2 separate regions of the Macaca mulatta genome follow, and region 2 is linked to region 1. A link is a contact called in public Hi-C data. All regions are on one chromosome and are shown on one strand. The core of a region is the stretch at or near the end of the contact, and the rest is flanking DNA. Distances in the headings are between cores, read along the strand shown.

The links. A called contact is a pair of places that touch in the nucleus more often than the background predicts.
Region 2: a Hi-C map of CD4 T cells shows a contact between it and region 1, with 3 times the contacts expected there. The contact joins the promoter of EID1 here to the promoter of CEP152 in region 1. A contact is called at or near these places in 2 of 14 Hi-C or Micro-C datasets (CD4 T cells and blood).

Annotation. Positions count from the first base shown.
Region 1 is chr7:26,142,038-26,148,548 of T2T-MMU8v2.0, forward strand. CEP152 (centrosomal protein 152) reads right to left here and starts at 3,551. Exons shown (of 27, transcript XM_077939387.1): 1 at 3,342-3,551.
Region 2 is chr7:26,202,113-26,208,427 of T2T-MMU8v2.0, forward strand. It overlaps EID1 (EP300 interacting inhibitor of differentiation 1), which reads left to right and starts at 4,444. Exons shown (of 1, transcript NM_001265838.2): 1 at 4,444-6,164. The coding sequence starts at 4,511. The coding sequence ends at 5,077. All of the region lies in intron 4 of SHC4 (SHC adaptor protein 4), which reads right to left.

The sequences.
Region 1 (6,511 bases), core at 2,301-4,800:
TGAGATGCGGCCACTGCACTCCAGCCTGGGCAACAGAGCGAGACTCTGTCTCAAAAAAAAAAAAAAAAAAAAAAAAAAGAAATGATTTCAGATATAAAGAGAAATCTGATCAACTTACGTGGTTAAAAATATATATACTAAAAAGGTAATACATATTTTAAATGAGACTAAAATAAAAGCTAATACTTTAACTTATTAATCACCACTCATTATCACTGCTACCAGAGACTTTAGTATAATCAGAACAACAAAAGAGACAGCTTTAAAAAAAAAAAATAGCAAGATAGCAAACCCAAAAGCCATAAAGAAAAATGTGATGGAAACCTAACCACAAAAAAACAAAACTTTGTTTAAGGCAAAAGACATCATTAACAAGTCAAATATTGTGTATGAAAAAATACAGCCAGGCACTGTGGCTCAAGCCTGTAATCCCAGCACTTTGGGAGACCGAGGCGGGAGGATCACAAGGTAAGGAGATCGAGACCATCCTGGCTAACATGGTGAAACCCCGCCTCTACCAAAAATACAAAAAAATCAGCCGGGCGTGGTGGTGGGCGCCTGTAGTCCCAGCTACTCGGGAGGCTGAGGCAGGATAATGGCGTGAACCCGGGAAGCGGAGCTTGCAGTGAGCTGAGATCACACCACTGCACTCCAGCCTGGGCAACAGAGCAAGACTCCATCCCCAAAAGAAGAAAAGAAAAGAAAAAGAAAAAAAAGAAAAAATACATCACTAACAAAGTCCAGAAAAATGAGAATCAGAAAAATATTTGCAAAGCACCTCACAAAGTCCCAATATAAAATTCTTAAAAAGACAGACAATCCAATATAAAATTGGGTGACTGATATGACAATTTATTTTAAAAAGTGTAAATCAATTAGTTTGAAAAGATGCTTAAGCTCGTGATGTTTCAAAAAAGTGTCATTTAAACAACGATATGCCACTTTCAACAACCACTAGATTGAAAAAAAAAAAAATTATCAACCAGTGGTGACTATTTTGTATTTTGTATGGCTCATGAGTTGCTGGTGAAAATATGAACTGCTAAACCATCTTGAAAACTATCAAAATTAATATATTGAAAATGAACATTTGCACTAGTAAAATTATTTTTGAATTTGTCATACTATACCACTAGTAAAAATAATGAAAATTTTCTATATCTATTGACTCAAGGCTGACCACTTAAGAAATCAAGATGCAGAATAAGTGTACAGTATGTTTTGGTTTTCTTTTTCAGTAGCAGACTGGTAGACTTTCTTCCTAGATAACTTTTTCTGAACCCTTAACAAGACTACAAAAAGTATGTCCTGTTGTTACACTCCGATGGATGCTCTGACCCAGCATTTCTTTCGTTGTCCCTGATTTTCTCTGCCCTCCTTGCAACAAAACCAATCAGTGTTTATTTAGACAAAAGATTACAAAGCAAAAGTAGTATTGTTTTCGCCTCATCTAATAAACTATAAGCACCCTGAAGGCAGAATTAAAATGTATCTACCCGCTTGCACATGGTAGGCACATAACAAATATTTGTTGACTGAATATGATACAGGCATGTTACCTTATAGGAATTCATTATTTCAATAAAATTTTATTGAATACCCACTGTGTTCCAGATCACATCCTAGATACATCTAAAACATGGTACCAGCCATGAGGAGCTCACTGTCTCTGCTCATCCTCTCTTAGAGCCACTGATATAAACAGTTACAATAACATATTGTAATAAATTCCGTAGTAGATGAAAGTACAAAGCACAAATTAACTTTTCCTAAGAAGAAAGGATAGTTTAGAGAATTTTTACAGAAAAAAAAGAGCTTTTAGATTAGAAATAAATCTTAAAGGACACAATATGGCTATAACTGGCTCTAAGAATGAGGGCACTCATTCAGACAACCTGAGCTCAATTCTGGCTCTTTTATTTATCAGCAGTGCAGTCTTGAGCAAACCGTTTCTGCCTCTTCGTTAATGAAATGGGGGTAGAAATAATACCTACTTCAAAGATTGATTCTGAGGATTCACAAGATAATACATGTAAAGTAATTAGCACTATGTACCAATCAATACATTCTAGTTTTATTATTATTATGACATGATTACTGATGAATAGGAGTCTGACAGCTACCGAAGAGGTTACGGGAATAAAGAGGATTCCGCATATCTGAGAAAAGGTGAGTGTGCAGCCTATGAGAAATGTCACTTCAAATAATGCAACTTCCTATGGAACAAAAATGCCACCCTCCTTCAAGATGCCTTTCCAAGCCTGTTCCCCCATAGAATAAGCCACTCCTTTGCACTTTCAGACTGTATGTCTTATGCTTTTCTTATGGCTTCTACTTCAGCTTCTCTTTAGTTGAGCGCATTCACCTGCCTGGGGAGTGCATGTTCATTGTCACGCACTATGAAGGTATATGGTGATAACAGGCTTAAATCAGACTCGAGTTCATGACTACGATATAGAAAGGGTTATAAACCCCCACAAAAGGGGTCTCTAAGAATTGCACTGGGAGTTGGGAAATTCTACTTACTTGCTGACATAACTCGCCTTCTAGAATGGAAATAGCCAGAGCACACAGCTCAGTTTAGACTTGCAACACCTGGTGGAGGCGCCCTATTCATTCATTCAACAATTTACCAAGCACTGTTCAAGATTACAAAGTTTAACGGGACGTGATGGAGGGAAAGAAAATAGACATATAAACAAATGATCACAACATCTTGTGATCAGTGCTAATGACAGCACTTTGGACAAATTGATTTAAGTTGCTCAGAGAGCGGAGCGAGTAATGCTAATACACAATAGGCATCCACAGGCTAAGCGAATGACCTTGAGGAACTGTTTGGCGTCAGCTACAGCACTACAAACATGACCAAAGCCACACGGGGCCCATAACCCAGGACTGCTGGCTTTGGGTGCCAGCATCACTTGTACTCGGTCAACACACGTGCACACAGCACCTACTGTGAGCCAGGAGTAACGCCAGGGTGACCAAGGCGGGGTCCGCAGAGTAGGGTCTCGGGGCGACCCCAGCAGTTTGGAAACGAGGCGGGCTTCCCATATGTCGCTTCTAAATAGGATATTGGAGGAATGAAGAGGTCTAAATGACACGTTAAAGGTAAAAGCTGAGCCCGCAACTTGCGGGCAGTCCACCACCGCGGGATTTGGGGAGAGGGCAGGTCAGCCCCCGGGGAACCCTCAGCCAGGATCCCGAGGACCCCGCAACTCCTCTAACCCCAGGTCCAAGCCCACCCGTGAATCAGAACTCACCAGAGGCCACGCAGGCTGTTACCGCGAGGAAACTCTAGCCCTGGCGGAAGACCAACTTCTAGCAAACCCCCTTACCCTGGTTGTAGTCCACTAGCTCCTTCCTAGTCACAACCGAACCCACGGGGCGGAGGCCCTTAAGGAGCAGTCGCCTCCTTCAATCGCCGACTAGAAGCTCGCCCGGTGGGCGGAGCCGTGCCGGCTCGGGGCAGAGCGAGGAAGCAGAAGTCTCCGCCTTCCTCAAGCTTGGTTGACAAGTCCGCCCGCAGTTGCAAAGTACGGCTGTTTGAAAGCGGGCGCCAGAGGTGGCGGGAAGCTCCCCCTGTGCGTCCATTGGTGAATTCGTGAGCCAATTACGAGGAAGTTACTCTGGAGTGGGCGGGCTGATCGGTTGCCTAGAGACGCCGAGGCGCTTTGCCCGCTACCTTCCGCCAGGGTGCACCGGCCTTACCGGCACCCCTTGCCCCTTTGGTAACGGAGACTGCAGAGGTGACTCGTGCCTCCTACGCTTCAGCACACAGAATCCCGCAGATTCCCCACCGAACTCTTGCCTTAGAGGTTTTTTGCATTTGCCCTTCTTGTTTTCTAAGGCACCTGCTTCCCCATTACCTAACAGCCTTAGATGTTCTGCTTTGTCTTCTATCTTACTAGGTGCCGCTTTGTTTACATTTTTGCTTCTTTAAACTGATAAGATGGCACATTTGTCCACGTGTCTGTTCACTATTCTAATTTCCTCGGGTGTAAGTGTTCTTGTCCCTTAGGTGTATATTATTAACCTGCCCCTAAAGACAGCGCCACCCAGTCTTCAGTGAAGCCCAGTACTGTGTCTATCTTCTCTGGCTGAAACAGTTCCAGTGAATAATAAAGGAATTGGTGGCAGCAGGTTCACATATCCTTTCAACTCTTTCCCATGTGTACTGGCGTGGAGTAAAATGGCTGTTCGAGGCTCTTCATAATGTGGCTAGTTTTCCTTTGCTACTTCACCATCCACCCCCATGCCTACACTGACCCCTGTAACCCCATAAACTGGTATAGAGTTTGGCAAATAACAGGTAATTTAATCCACTGTAATAGAATGAATGAAATCACAGGCTGAGCTAACAATGGTTCCCAGAGCGCTTTTTTTGTTTCACCTGCTGTGAAAGCTGTTTCTTTCACCTGCATTGCCTCTACCTTAGTTCTCCTCCTACTTAGTTTTCGAGATAGACTATCACCTCTTTTGAAGCCTTTCATGATACACACTCCCTCACTTCGCAGAAATGATCTTTCCTACCTCTGTACACAGTGTATCCTATATATCCTATTATAGTTCTTATATCCACTATAGTTTTTGTGTGTCTGTTACACTCAGTACAATGTGAATATCTTGAAGTACTCACTTTACTTCTTGGGTATCTAACATGTTTCATGACCCTGGTAGGCACTCAAAACAATTACATTAAATGAGAAAATGAATAAATGAACAAATGAACAAATAGATGAAGATTTTGGCAGGGGGGGCAGGCAGTAAAAGCAAATAAAAGGCATTCAAGTAAATGGCATTTGTTGAATCTGACCCAAGGCATCTTAGTGAGAATCAAATGCACTTTTCACTTCTCACATCCCACTGAAGTCGATTGGCAAACTTCTGTGCTGAGGGTTATAATGGAGTGCTGCAACAAGAATGCCAGGTGATCCCCATGCACAAACAACTGCTTCTTAGAAGGATGAAAGCATAAAAGGTGTCAGGGGAAACACAGGAGGAGGCAGTGTTTATAATCCTTTACACAGTGCTTTACAGATTGGTAAATTATTTCACAAGCATTATCTCATTCGGTTCTCACTACAACACTGTGGGGGGCCTAGGTATTCCTACCCCATTTTCCAGCTGAAGAAACTTACATAAAAATAAATTAAGTGACTTGTCCAAGGCTACACAGCTAATACAAGGCAGACAGAATTTGAAACCAGGTCCTTTATCTCCAAACCCAGAGCTCATCACTACATACAAAATACTTTAGTGAACCTAGTATATATGTGACAAAGAGGGAAAATAAAGAATAAATCAACCTCCCATCTTGCCATGCCTCTAAAAATGGTTTTTAGTGGAGTTAAGAATATATTCGACTAAATTTTCTTTGACCACGTATCCTGTTTAAGTACCAGCCTAGGTGCAGGGTAGGACTCCTATGCTCAAGGTACCAACACTTTGAGTTACAAGGTCCTTACATAGAAAGATAAATAATAACAAAAAATGTTTACTAAGTGTAGTAAGAATAGGCAATAATTCTAGGGAAAGTGAACACCTAGGGATGAATCTATCAAGGCAGGTTCGAGGAAGAAGAGAAGGAGAGAGCTCAACAGGCCAGTTGATTGGCATGAGTGAAATCTGAAGGCCAGACCAGCAAAAGTGCAGGAATCTTAAATTTAGAGGTAAGTCTGGAGAAGAAGGCAGGAAGGAGGTAGTCCATAGAAGAGCTTTAAGCCTGGGAGAATAGGAAAGGCATTCTACAGAGGTCAGGTAATGGTGTGCACATCTGAAGAAACACAAGCAGACAGAGGCATTCTGGGATAACAAAGGCAAATGTGGGGGAAGAAAGTAAAACTGCCAAAGATCTCAAATGCGGGACGAAAGGTTATTTGTGAAACGTTTGCTCCATGTTTGCCTTGCATGTTTTAAATAGGCACACCTATGAGCTGGGTGAGACATTTCAAGGGAAAATGTCGCATTATTGATGAGATGGGGTCCCTCCCACTAACAAGCATTTATAAAAGTAAAGCTAAACCATCATTTCTCCTTTTTCCTCCTTTTTGGTGTCAAAGCTATCAGGTCAAAGCAATGCCACCACAGGAGTGCTATCCAAAGTGCTATCATCAAGGAATACTATCCTCAAAGGAACACAGAACTTAGAGTAAGAAGATCTGAGTTCAAGTCCCAGCTCTCCTATCTACTAGCATTGTCCATAACAATTTAACACTCAAAAGCCTCAAAGTCCTTACCTGAAAATTGGGATGATAATACCCACTTCTCAGGATTGTGGCCAAAAAAAGCAAAACAAAAGAGAGATTGTGTGAAACAGCTTTTAAATGTAAAAATATTATTTTCCATTGTGTTTCTATGTACTATGGCTTATTGGACTAGAGTACACACGGGGGTCTGAGGTAGTTTTCATCCTTCAATCCAATCACGTTGACACTCAGTATTAGCTATCACAAGCACCGTTTGTTGAAATGGCTAGCCTTTATCTATTGAGTTGCTTTGCATCTTT
Region 2 (6,315 bases), core at 3,194-5,693, 61 kb after region 1:
CTGAGAAACAGAGTGAGACTGTCTCAAAAAAAAAACAAACAAACAAAAGCCAATTAGACACTGTATTTGGGGGAGAAAGGTACACTTTGTAAGAGTACTTTAGTATAAAACTAATAAGAATCATGTAATGCTTTTTGGAAAACTTCATTGAAGAGTATAAATAAGACCTGAACAAATAGAAAGATATATATCACTTTCACGTATGAGAAGACGGTATGACAAAGGTGTCAATCCTACCCCAGATTAATTTATAAATTCCATGCAATCCCAATAAAAATGCTTCTAAAATTCACATGGAAGAATAAATGTGCAAGAGAGCTAAAGCAAATTTTAAAAGAACAAATGCATAAGAATTCCTTTATCAGATAAGAAATATTATAATATCATATTCAAGATGCCCCTAAATTCATATGAAAGAATAAATGAGCAAGAAGAGTTAGGGCAATTTTTTAAAGAACAAAGACAAAATATTCCTGATCAAACAGCAAGATATGAAAGTGTAGAAATTTCACAAGAATTCAAAGTCTAAAAATAGACTCATGTATTTAAGAACTTTTAGTCTATGATAAATGTGACACCAAGCAGCAGTCAGCCAGAAATTATGTGTCCATGGTGAGGAGAAATAGAGCAGAGGCTCCCAACTCCCCTGGCCACAGACCAGTACCAGTCTGTGGTCTGTTAGGAACCGGGCTGCACAGCAGGAGGTGGGCAGTGGGCGAGCGACAGAAGCTTCATGTGTATTTACTGCTGCTTCCTGTTGCTCACATTACTGTCTGAGTTCTGTCTCCTGTCAGATCAACGGTGACGAACGGTGACGTCAGATTCTCATAGGAGAATGAACCCTTTTGTGAACTACGCATATGAGGGATCTACGTTGCATGCTCCTTATGAGAATCTAATGCTTGATGATCTGAGGTAGAGCTGAGGTGGTGATGCTAGCGCTGGGGAGTGGCTGCAAATACAGATTAACAATAGCAGAGAGGTTTGACTGCACAGAGACCATAATAAATCAATTGCTTGCAGACTCATATCAAAACCCTATCAGTAAGTAGCAAGTGACACTTAAGCTGCATCTGGTGGCAGGCTACGTAGTGGCAAGTGAGTTGATGTACTTCAGTTTGTACAGCTGCAGCTGATGGCAGGCTTTAAGTCAGAATCTGACGATTTTAGTTTGTGCCTGGCCCGCCCATTATCTTATTTACCACTTCCAGCCATGTCTCTTTCCTGCACCGTGCACTTTCTCAGTCAGTTTTGGTAAGCCCATTAGCTAACCCTAGCCAAAATAAGTAAAAAACAAACTTCGCTGGAGAGCTTCTTTGAAAAGGGAGAAAGATCCACGATGAGACTGCAGAAGACTTTAAGGCTGCCAACAAAAACAAAGCTGCATTTAAAAGAAAATATCAAGAGTCCTACTTAAAATACCAGTTCATTACAACAGGTGATTCACATTCTCCAAGCTCACTTTGTATAATATGTAGCAAGTGGCTGTGTAACAAATCCATGAAGCCTTCTAAACTGCTTTGTCACATGGAGACCAAGCACCCTGCATTAATACTAAGCCTTTGGAGTTTTTCAAAAGAAAACAATGTGAACATAAAGAATAGAAGCAATTATTGAAGGCTACCACTTCATCAAATGTGTCTGCACTGAGAGCATCATTCTTAGTGGCTAACCACTTTGCTAAAGCTAAGAAGCCCTTTACTATTGGTGAAGAGTTGATCATGCCTGCTACTAAGGACATTTGTCATGAACTTTTAGGAGAGGCTGCAGTTCAAAAGGTGGCATGGGTTCCTCTTTTGGCTAGCACCACAACTAGATGAATTGATTAAATATCAGAGGATAATGAGGTACAATTGTTAGAAAGGATTAATGAGTCACCGTGGTACACAATCCAGGTTGATGAGTCTACTGATGCTGACAACAAAGCAACAATGCTTTTTTGAGTGTGATATATTTTTCAGGAGGATGTGAATGAGGATACATTATATGCACTTTTGTTGCCAACCAGCACCACAGCTGCAGAACTATTCAAGTCTTTGAATAATTACATATCAGGAAAATGGAATCAGTCATTTTGCAACGGTATATGCATGGGTGAAGCAGTTGCCATGACTGGATGGCATTTTGGTTTCACTAATCAGGTCAAAGAGGTCGCTTCTGAATGTGAGTCTATGCACCGTGTCATCCATACAGAAATGATGGCTAGTTGGAAAATGTCACCTGAAGTTAACAACATTTTGCAGTATGTGATTAAAATTATCAACCATATTATACATGCCCTTCACTCACATCTGTTTGCACAGCTCTGTGAGGAGATGGACGCAGAGCACATAATGTCTTCTCTTATACACAGAAGTGAGATGGCTTTCTAAAGGTAGATCACCGGCCAGAGTTTTCGAGTTAAGAGAGCTGCTGCAGAGATTTCTTTTTAGAAAAACAGTCACCATTGGCAGCACATTTCAGTAACACAGAATGGGTCACAAAACTTGCTTACTTGTGTGACGTATTCAACCTGCTCAATGAACTCTATCCGTCACTTCAGGGAAGAACAACAACTGTGTTCAAGTTGGCAGATAAAGTGGCTGCTTTCAAAGCTAAACTGGAATCATGGGGGTGACAAATGAACACTGGGATTTCTGACATTTCAAACATTAGCAGAGATTTTGAAAGAGACTGAGCCAGGGTCTTCTTTCTCCCAGCTGGTGCATGATCACCTATCTCAGCTTTCCAGAGATTTTGAGCATTACTTCCCGTATTAGTCAGGGTTCTCCAGAAGGACAGAACTAATGGAATATATATACACATATATACATATACACACACATATATATACACATATATATGTAAAGGGGAGTTCATTAAGTATTGACTCACACTATCACAAGGTCCCACAATAGGCCATCTGCAGGCTAAGGAGCGAGGAGAGCCAGTCCAAGTTCTAAAACTGAAGAACCTGGAGTCCGATGTTCGAGGGCAGGAAGCATCCAGCACAGGAGAAAGATTTAGGCTGGGAGGCTAGGCCAGTCTCTTTTCACGTTTTTCTGCCTGCTTATATTCTAGCCACGCCGGCAGCTGATTAGATTGTGCCCACCCAGATTAAGGGTGGGTCTGCCTTTCCCAGTCCACTGACTCAAATGTTAATCTCCTTTGGCAACACCCTCATACACACACCAAGGATAAATAATTGTATCCTTCAATCCAATCAAGTTGACACTCGGTATTAACCATCACACTTCCCATCCACAAAAGACAGAATGGATCTGTGACCCATTTGTGAATAAGCCAGGTGAATCCACTTTGTCCATGCTAGAAGAGGATCAACTGCTTGATATTGCAAATGGCGGTGGCCTTAAAAGTATGTTTGAGACAACTTCAGATCTCCATACGTTCTCGATTAAAGTCAAGGCGGAATATCCTGAGATTGCCACAAAAGTACTCAAAAGTCTCCTTTCATTTTCAACATCCTATCTTTGTGAGGCAGGATTTTCCACAGTAACAGCAACCAAAATGAGATTACAGAATCCACTGGACATAAGGAACACACCTTGGGTGTCACTGTGTCTCATCACCGTCTAGTTGCAGGACCGTCTAGTTGCAGGAAAACAAGCTCAGGGCTCCCACTGATTCTACATTATGGTGAGTTGTATAATTCTACGTAACTACAATGTTATAATAATAGAAATAAAGTGCAGAATAAATGAAACGTGCTTGAATCCTTAAGTATACACAGTCATATAATTCATAGAAGTATATACAACTTAAAAGCAGAGGCTTTTAAGTTGAAGACAGGTAAAACATGTTTTTAAAAAACACACAAAATAGTATTTTGCTATGAATACATAAAGATACATGTAAATGCAAATAAAAAGAATTTAAAGAGTACACGCTGCGTTGGTAATAGTGGAAAAATACCTACCCGGAGAAAAGAAATGGGACCAAGTATTTCTTCGCTATAACTAAAAAAAAAAAAAAAAAAAAAAAAAGGACAATATATATGTCGTTTGTGAATTTAACTTTTTAAATGACAACACTAAAAGGACAGAATGGATTAGTTCTTAATATGCTGATCTGTGGTTATGGATGTTGTCTGGTTTGGAAACGTGGATTTAGAAGTCATCAGCACATAGATAAATTGCCCTGGGGAGGAGGAAGAAGGGAGGGGAGGCACATTAATGTTAGGAGGGCCATGTAAAGTTATTTTCCAGTTTGCTGCATCACAAGCAACAGTAGGGTTAAGTAACACAGAAACTGTTACGCTCTTGCCTACAGGGTCCCTAGATACCAAGTTCGAATCGACGGAAACTTAGCTCAAAAAGCGACGCCCACATCCCGGGAAAAACATTGAGCTACTCCAACCACAGTGGCGCGCCAAGCAGGAGGCGGTACCTGAGGACCACGCCTGCGCGCGGGGTTACGCAAGCGCGCAGCTTTTGCGCACGCGCACAAACGCACGGCCGCGCAGCATCTATCTTGCTGGAAGCTTTTTCCGAGAGGTTGAGCGGTTTGCATAATGTCGGAAATGGCCGAGTTGTCCGAGCTGTATGAAGAGAGCAGTGACCTGCAAATGGATGTGATGCCTGGCGAGGGTGACCTACCGCAGATGGAGGTAGGCAGCGGGAGCCGGGAGCTATCCCTGCGTCCCTCCCGCAACGGGGCCCCGCCACAGCTCGAGGAGGAAGGCCCAATGGAGGAGGAGGAGGCCCAGCCAATGGCGGCGCCAGAGGGGAAACGGAGCCTTGCTAACGGGCCCAACGCTGGGGAGCAGCCAGGCCAGGTGGCGGGCGCAGACTTCGAGAGCGAGGACGAGGGCGAGGAATTTGATGACTGGGAGGACGACTACGACTATCCCGAAGAGGAGCAGCTTAGTGGTGCCGGCTACAGAGTATCAGCTGCTCTTGAAGAAGCCGACAAGATGTTTCTGAGAACAAGAGAAGCAGCCCTGGATGGCGGGTTTCAGATGCATTATGAGAAGACCCCGTTTGATCAGTTAGCTTTTATCGAAGAGCTTTTTTCACTGATGGTTGTCAATCGTCTGACCGAAGAACTCGGCTGTGATGAGATTATTGATAGAGAGTAGTTACATGCTGTTAAAAGAGGAGGAAACTACTTGAGGAGGGACCCAACTTTCCGCTATCTTTTGGGTTCATTCCAAATAGTTTTGTGCCATTGAAAAACTTGACCTTCAAAAAAATTTGTTTTTCAGAATAGAAGACAATAGGACAGTGACTGCACAGTTGTGAAAAAGGAGAATCATTAAAGAAAAAGGAAAAAAGATTTTAAGACCGTTGAAATCTGTTATCAAGAATGTGCTAAAACACCTATGGCTTTGACTTTGTTATTGATCCAGATTATTTTCCTTGCATTGGGGAAAATATCTTTCATATTTGTTTGCTGTAAAGATGGTTTTGCAAGAATAAGTCATGACCAAGACAAACTGCCAATACAAGAGCCCACTGATATTAATTATATAATGAGAAAAAATGTATCCAACTAGGACACATATCTTTTGAGTTATTTGGACTGAAAGTTTAAGAAAACTTGGGAAATTCTATTTTGTGATCTAGTCAAGCCGTAGTTATCAAAGGCTAAATTTTCAGTGTAAGACAAATGAAGTATTCTTCATTATTCCAAAAGGATGAGTAAACTCAAAGATGTATCACATGTGCTCTGTATCTTAAGATGTGTTTCCAAGAGCGTCTGAAATTTTGTTTGTACATGTATCTTGATCATTTATAAAGCCACTGTGATATATAAATCAAGAAAATTCATTGTCATAACCATTTTTAAAAGTCAAAAATTAAGACATCTTTAATTAAAAACTTTCAAATCTAGACACTAAATGTGTGTGAATGTACAAAGAAACCATTGCTCACGCTGTTATATACTAGAGAAATTTTGTTTTGCTTGCTGTTTTAACTTGCAAGGTGAAATACTTTAGTTGAACTTCATATTGTAAGAACTGTTAATAAAAAGTTGTCAAGTAAAAAGCCCTATATCTAAAAAGACTTTATGAACAGTTATTCTATCAACTTTTAAAGGTTTTAAACCTACCCAGAAATTACCTTGGTATCTGAAGTTTCCCTCTGTCTCCTCCTCTAATTAAGCTTGTTATTTGTTATGCACCAGCATTGGAGATAATAAAATTTCTTGTTCTGTGTATTTTGTTTGGCTAATAATATTGTATACATACTTTATACTAGTTTTTATTGTATGTGTTAACCAGTATTAAGGGAAAATAATCCAGCTTCAGCTATCTAATTCACAAATTAATTTCTGGAAATTAAACTTTGTAAATTAAGTTTTTGCCCTACAAGA